Regions from separate parts of the Mus musculus genome. Here region 2 is linked to region 1. The links are chromatin contacts, called in public HiChIP or PLAC-seq maps. All regions are on one chromosome and are shown on one strand. The core of a region is the stretch at or near the end of the contact, and the rest is flanking DNA. Distances in the headings are between cores, read along the strand shown.

What was found. HiChIP or PLAC-seq counts read pairs in DNA pulled down with a chosen protein or histone mark.
Region 2: a contact with region 1 is called in a RAD21 HiChIP or PLAC-seq map of pro-B cells, with 11 times the contacts expected there. The contact joins two enhancer-like sites. A contact is called at or near these places in 1 of 15 datasets of contacts at CTCF or cohesin (pro-B cells), 2 of 484 Hi-C or Micro-C datasets (the HPC-7 cell line and bone marrow-derived macrophages) and 2 of 115 datasets of contacts at active chromatin or transcription factors (astrocytes and fibro-adipogenic progenitors).

What each region holds. Positions count from the first base shown.
Region 1 is chr14:14,293,374-14,296,073 of GRCm38.p6, reverse strand. No RefSeq gene overlaps it. Among named protein-coding and RNA genes, the nearest start is that of Olfr31, 33 kb to the left of the region's middle. Within about 2 kb of position 1,418, at least 146 of the 459 cell types and tissues checked have an H3K27ac peak or open chromatin away from gene starts, as enhancers often do. A contact at or near this core is called in bone marrow-derived macrophages and pro-B cells, where this site is marked.
Region 2 is chr14:14,862,672-14,865,371 of GRCm38.p6, reverse strand. It overlaps Nek10 (NIMA (never in mitosis gene a)- related kinase 10), which reads right to left. Exons shown (of 35, transcript NM_001195229.1): 19 at 1,871-1,916. Among named protein-coding and RNA genes, the nearest start is that of Nek10, 43 kb to the right of the region's middle. Within about 2 kb of position 1,386, at least 63 of the 459 cell types and tissues checked have an H3K27ac peak or open chromatin away from gene starts, as enhancers often do. A contact at or near this core is called in bone marrow-derived macrophages and pro-B cells, where this site is marked.

The DNA of each region.
Region 1 (2,700 bases), core at 169-2,668:
AACTAAAGTCACTTCTCATGATGATGATGGGGGACTTTAAGAAGTACATAAATAACTACCTTAAAGAAGTACTGAAGAACACAAGTAAACAAATAGAAACACTTAGAGAGGAAACACAAAACTCCCTTAAAGAATTACAAGATAACAACCAAATAGGTGAAGGAATTGAACAAAACCACGCGAAATCTAAGGATGGAAGTAGAAATGAAAGATCCTGACAGAACGTAAAAGGTCACAGAAGCCCTGAAATTGGCAAAATAGATTTCATTGTTAGCAGAACTAGCTTCACTGATTTAGAAAAATAGAGGTGCACAATGTTCTGTCTGTTTCTTGAATCCAAGTGTGTGCCCACTGTTGCACCTCACTGCCAAGTGTTTGTGATATTGGTTGCTGGGATAGAGTCAGAAAATCTCCCCAGCAACCACAGTCAGGGCCAATCCGGAGTTACTGCACCTTCTTTAGACTCTTTCCTTGTTTCCCTCCCATACACATTTCTTGAGAAATCAATCATTTTAGAATAGACATTGTTTAGATCTGGAAATCCCCTATTCCCTCCTTCTCCTTTCCCCCTTGAGGACCTATAAAAACTGAGACCCCTTTCCCCTCGGGGTCAACTCCTCTACCCCTGCGTGGGACACGAGTCGTCCCCAGAGCTCTGGGTTTCCTTGAATAAAGCCTCATGTGGTTTGCATCAAGCTTGGTCTCTCATGAGTTTTTGGGGGTCCGTTATTATCCCGAGACTTGAGTGAGGGGCTCTCTTCAGAGTTCTTTCATCGGGGGCTTCTCCGGGATTGGTGCAACCACTCACATGTCCAAAGACTCACTTGGAGGTGAGATTCCTTATCTAAAAATATTTCTGTGAGCCAGTGAGGTTCAGTGCTGAAATTTGCAGCTGTGACTGTTTCTGAGAAACGGAGACCCATGCCTCTGGATGAGGCACGGAGTGTGAACAGCAGACATGCTGGAATCACTGCCTGCCCACTCTGGGGGACGCCTAAGCGCGAGGGGAAGGACTCCTGGATTCTGTCTGGGGTGGGGAGTGAAGAGTCAGTAGTCTTCCTAGATTGGAGGACTTATGCACTTCCCCAACCTTTTGCATTTCTGAGTTAGTTTTGTCTGTCCATTAGAAGACAGGCATTTGTCAGTGTGTGTGTGTGTGTGTGTGTGTGTGTGTGTGTGTTTTGTGTCTGTTTCGTGTGTGCGTTTATTTTTTTAATGTGTCTGTTTTGTGTTTTCTGTGGTTTGTCATTGTTTACTGTCTGGCAGGGAAACCATGGATTCCCCAGCAAAGGTCAGGCTCCCGAGTCCTGACTCTTCTTGAAACAAAAGTGAAACCAAAAGGTTCCTCCCAAAAGGGAGCCTCCTCTTCAACCCACAGCTCCCCTAAGTCCCTCCCCCTCTGCCCTAACTTCTACTCCGGCTGGTTCCCGCTCCTCTGCAGGTCCCTGCGCCTGGCCCTGGGATCACTGGAGGCACAGCCGGAGGACTGGCTGCCAGGACCCAGAGCCAACAAGCCCAGAGTCCCCCAGCAGATGGAGCTCCTGGCACCACTTCTGCTTTTCCTTTGCGAGCTGTGGGCGACCTGCCCATGGACCCACAATCTCTGCATATCTGTACAATTGGAATGCTGGGTTCCCTCTGGACTGGCCAGATTGGAACTACAACACGGCTCAAGGTAGGGAGAGGTTAGCAGTTTACCCCCAGGCTCTGGTCTAAAGGGAGTGGTGAGACGCCCCACCAATTTGGCTAAGATAAGAGAGGTGATGCAGGGCCCTACCGAGCCCCCATCTGTTTTTCTGGAAAGATTGATGGAAGCTTATAGAAGAGAAGAGAGGGAAAAGCATGAAGAAGAAGAGAGGGAGAATAAGAGAGATAGAAGACAGGAGAGGAATTTAAACAGAATTTTGGCTGCAGTAGTAGGGGAGCATAAAAGAAGGAACAGGCCAGAGAATAGACAGACAGGGTACCTGGGCAACAGGGAACCTAGACCTGGAGGAATAAGACCGGTCCAGAAGACTTTAGGGAAGGACCAATGTGTCTATTGCAAAGAAAAAGGACTGTGACTCAAATACCGGCTACTTCAAGACAGGTGAGAGAATTCTTGGGCACTGCTAGGTTCTGAAGACTTTGGATACCTGGGTTTGCAACACTGGCTGCCCCCTTGTACCCCCTGACCAAGAAAAGTAGAGAATTCAGATGGATATAGGAACATCAGAGAGCCTTTGAAAATATTAAGGAGGCCCTGTTGACTGCACCAGCCTTGACATTGCCAGATCTAACCAAACCCTTCATCCTCTATGTTGATGAGAGGGCGGGGGAGACCAGAGGAGTTCTTACTCAGGCTCTAGGGCCATAGAAGAGGCCTATGACATATTTGTCTAAGAAGCTGGACCCAGTGGCCAGCGGATAGCCCATATGTTTAAAGGCCATTGCTGCAGTAGCCTTACTCGTTAAGTTAACTTTGGGACAGCAAATGACTGTGGTAGCCCCCACTCTCTTGAAAGCATTATCTGCCGGCCCCCAGACCAATAGATGACAAACAACTGAATGACCCACTAACAGAGTCTGTTACTGACTGAATGGATCGTGCTTGCTCCTCCTGCTATCCTCAATCCTGCTACCCTCCTGACTGAAACAGATGATTCCTCACCCATTCACTGCTGTGCGGACATCCTTGTGGAAGAAACTGGGATCCATAGT
Region 2 (2,700 bases), core at 137-2,636, 570 kb before region 1:
TCACAGAAATGTAAAGTCAGTATAAAGCCCTGGAAAACCTTCACAAATTAGAACCCGGGCTTTCCAAGGAGTGTTGGAGCACAAAACGGAAAACTTAGTGTCAGGATCCACTGAATGCTGGCAGAGCACAGAGCTGCCCTTGGGGCAGTCACAGCCTAGCAGCAACTTCCTCTGACTCCAGACTTTCTCCTCTCTGGCAAGCATAATCATTTTCTGCTTATACCATAGAATGCCTGAACCATGTCAAAGACAGTAAGCCAACTGTCTCAAGTCACGAGGCCTGCCTCTTAGTACCTCGGATCAAATAAGACGTTCAGAAAACCGCATTATAAATTGCATTTTGTATGGTGACATAGATTATGTCATACAAACTTACCCACGGATCACGCTATGATGTTGCAATAACACAGACTAAAGCACCTACCCATGACAGAGATTACTGCTAGGCCCCTCTCGAGTAGAGAGACCTGGACTCTGATTTTATGTTAGGGTTTACAAGGGTTTAGCACTGTTTGGGTTTTTGGTTTTCTTGTTGCTGTTTTTGTTCTCTGAATACACTCCTTTAAAGCCAATTTGAACTACTAATAATGATATGTGACATGTGTCTTTTCTGACTGTTGGACATACACAAAATACACACATACACAATCTGCCTGCAAAGGACAGACATCTCCCATCCTGCCCACTGGCTTCTCCACCAGTCTCACACTGCAGCATGAATGTAAGCACACTGTTCTTCCTGTTGCCTTTCACAGGATTGCAAAAATGAATAAACCATATAGCATCTCTCTTACGGACATTTATAGATTCCCAAGTTTCACCATTCCAAGAAATACATATTGCCTGCACTATGCTTAGCTGTTTGTTTTCATTTTCTCAAATTATAGTCTTCTTCATCATAGTTTATAACTTGGTAATATTATACATATTTTAAGTTTCCTTCAATTTATTTTGGAAGTCGTCAGGTTAAGTGTTTTGTTTTTGTAATGACTTGTACTTACTTCAGTCTAAGTCAGGAACTAAATCTGATAGCTTTAATTACAGGAATAATCCCGATATTAAGAACTAGCACGTAAGGAGGAAGGAGTCCATCTAAATCACTTAAAGAAGGGAAATGGGTAAAAACATAGCAATTGAGCTGCATACAGAACAGCTTCTGTTTAGTATTGAGACAGGGTCTCTCTATGCAGCCATGCCCAGCCTGAAACTCACTATGTAGATCAGGTTGTCCTCAAACACACACAGTCGGCCTCTGCCTCTCAAGTGCTGGGATTAAAGGACTGAGTCACCATGCCCGGCTAATACTTCAGGATTTTATGCTACAGATGGTTAAGTTCAATACTTCCTTCACTTGTAAACAAGCGACTGAGTTTGGCTTTGTTTGACTGTGCTCTCCATCCCACAAGCAGGAAACAAGCCAGCCAGCCTGCAGGCTCAGCCAGGACTCTGGCGCCACCTGGTGGCATCTACTGAAATTTGTGAGAAAAAAAAAAAAAAACCTTGAAGGCGGAGTCCAATCCATTTTATTAGGGGTGGAAAATGCCACTAGATGCTGCTGTGAGCTTGCAAAAAGAAAAATAAAACATCATGCTTTAGTTCTCTTTTCTCTTTTTCTTCTACAGTTCCTTTTCTGTACAATAATTTAATTATTTTTGTTTATTCACACTGTGCCTCTATATAATACAGATCAAAATATTTTAAGTATTCTCAGGTCATCAATTAAAAAATTATTTTACTGCTTAAGAAAGCAATGCCTAATAATAAAAGCCAGTAGAAAATAGCTGAATGGGTTTATTTTCTGCCAACATAATATAAATGTATATAAATAACAAACATATGTTTCCTTACTTAGAAAGCAATTCATACTTACTTTCCAAAAATGTTTTATAATAACGTACAACATTGGGATGATAAAGCTGTAAGAAAACAAATAGCAAACACTTATCAGACTCTTCAAAACACAAGCTTTTGTACACTGAAGTTTCATCTAAGACTGCCAGCTGCCATTTAAGGTTTTAAATGACTTTTTTAAGTTAATGAAAGAGACAGTGTCCTCCATGCCTTTGTGAACCAGGCTAGAAGATGCTGCACTTCCTAATGGGCAGTGGACAGGTTTAGGACTGATCAGTTCCTTAACGATTCCCTTAGCATGCTCTGCCCCAGGGTTGGGCCTCAGCTACACAGGGAGGGAGAAAGTTCTAAAAAAGAAAAATGGTGTAAAATGTCTCCAACTATTTATTTAGAATGTAGTTTCTAGGTAAAGTGTCTTGTTTCAGAGGAATTGCCATGATGTCTATAAATGGTTTGTGCCTCTGAGTGTCCCTCTGAGTGGGGCCCACGTAGCTGCTACTCACACCAACCCAGCGGTCTCAGGGTTATCAGCAGCAGAGTAGCCAGGATGTGGCTTCCCAGGCAGCAGTGACATTTGTCTGTCCCTCAGCCCTGGAAGTGTCCTTTCTGCTGCTTTTCCCACTTGGGATGGGAAGGTGTCACCAGCAGTTGCATGGAACAGGGAATAATGCCAACTTGTGCCATTCTCTAAGCCTGGTAGTTCGAAGCCTCTGTGCTGTGCTCATTGTCACCTCTTAGCAGACAGGGTCTCTCACTCCCGTACCTATGGCTTCTGTATTCCATGACATCCTTCTTTTTGGTTCAGGTGGCTCCCACAGGAGGGACAATCTTCAGTGACATCAAAATCTA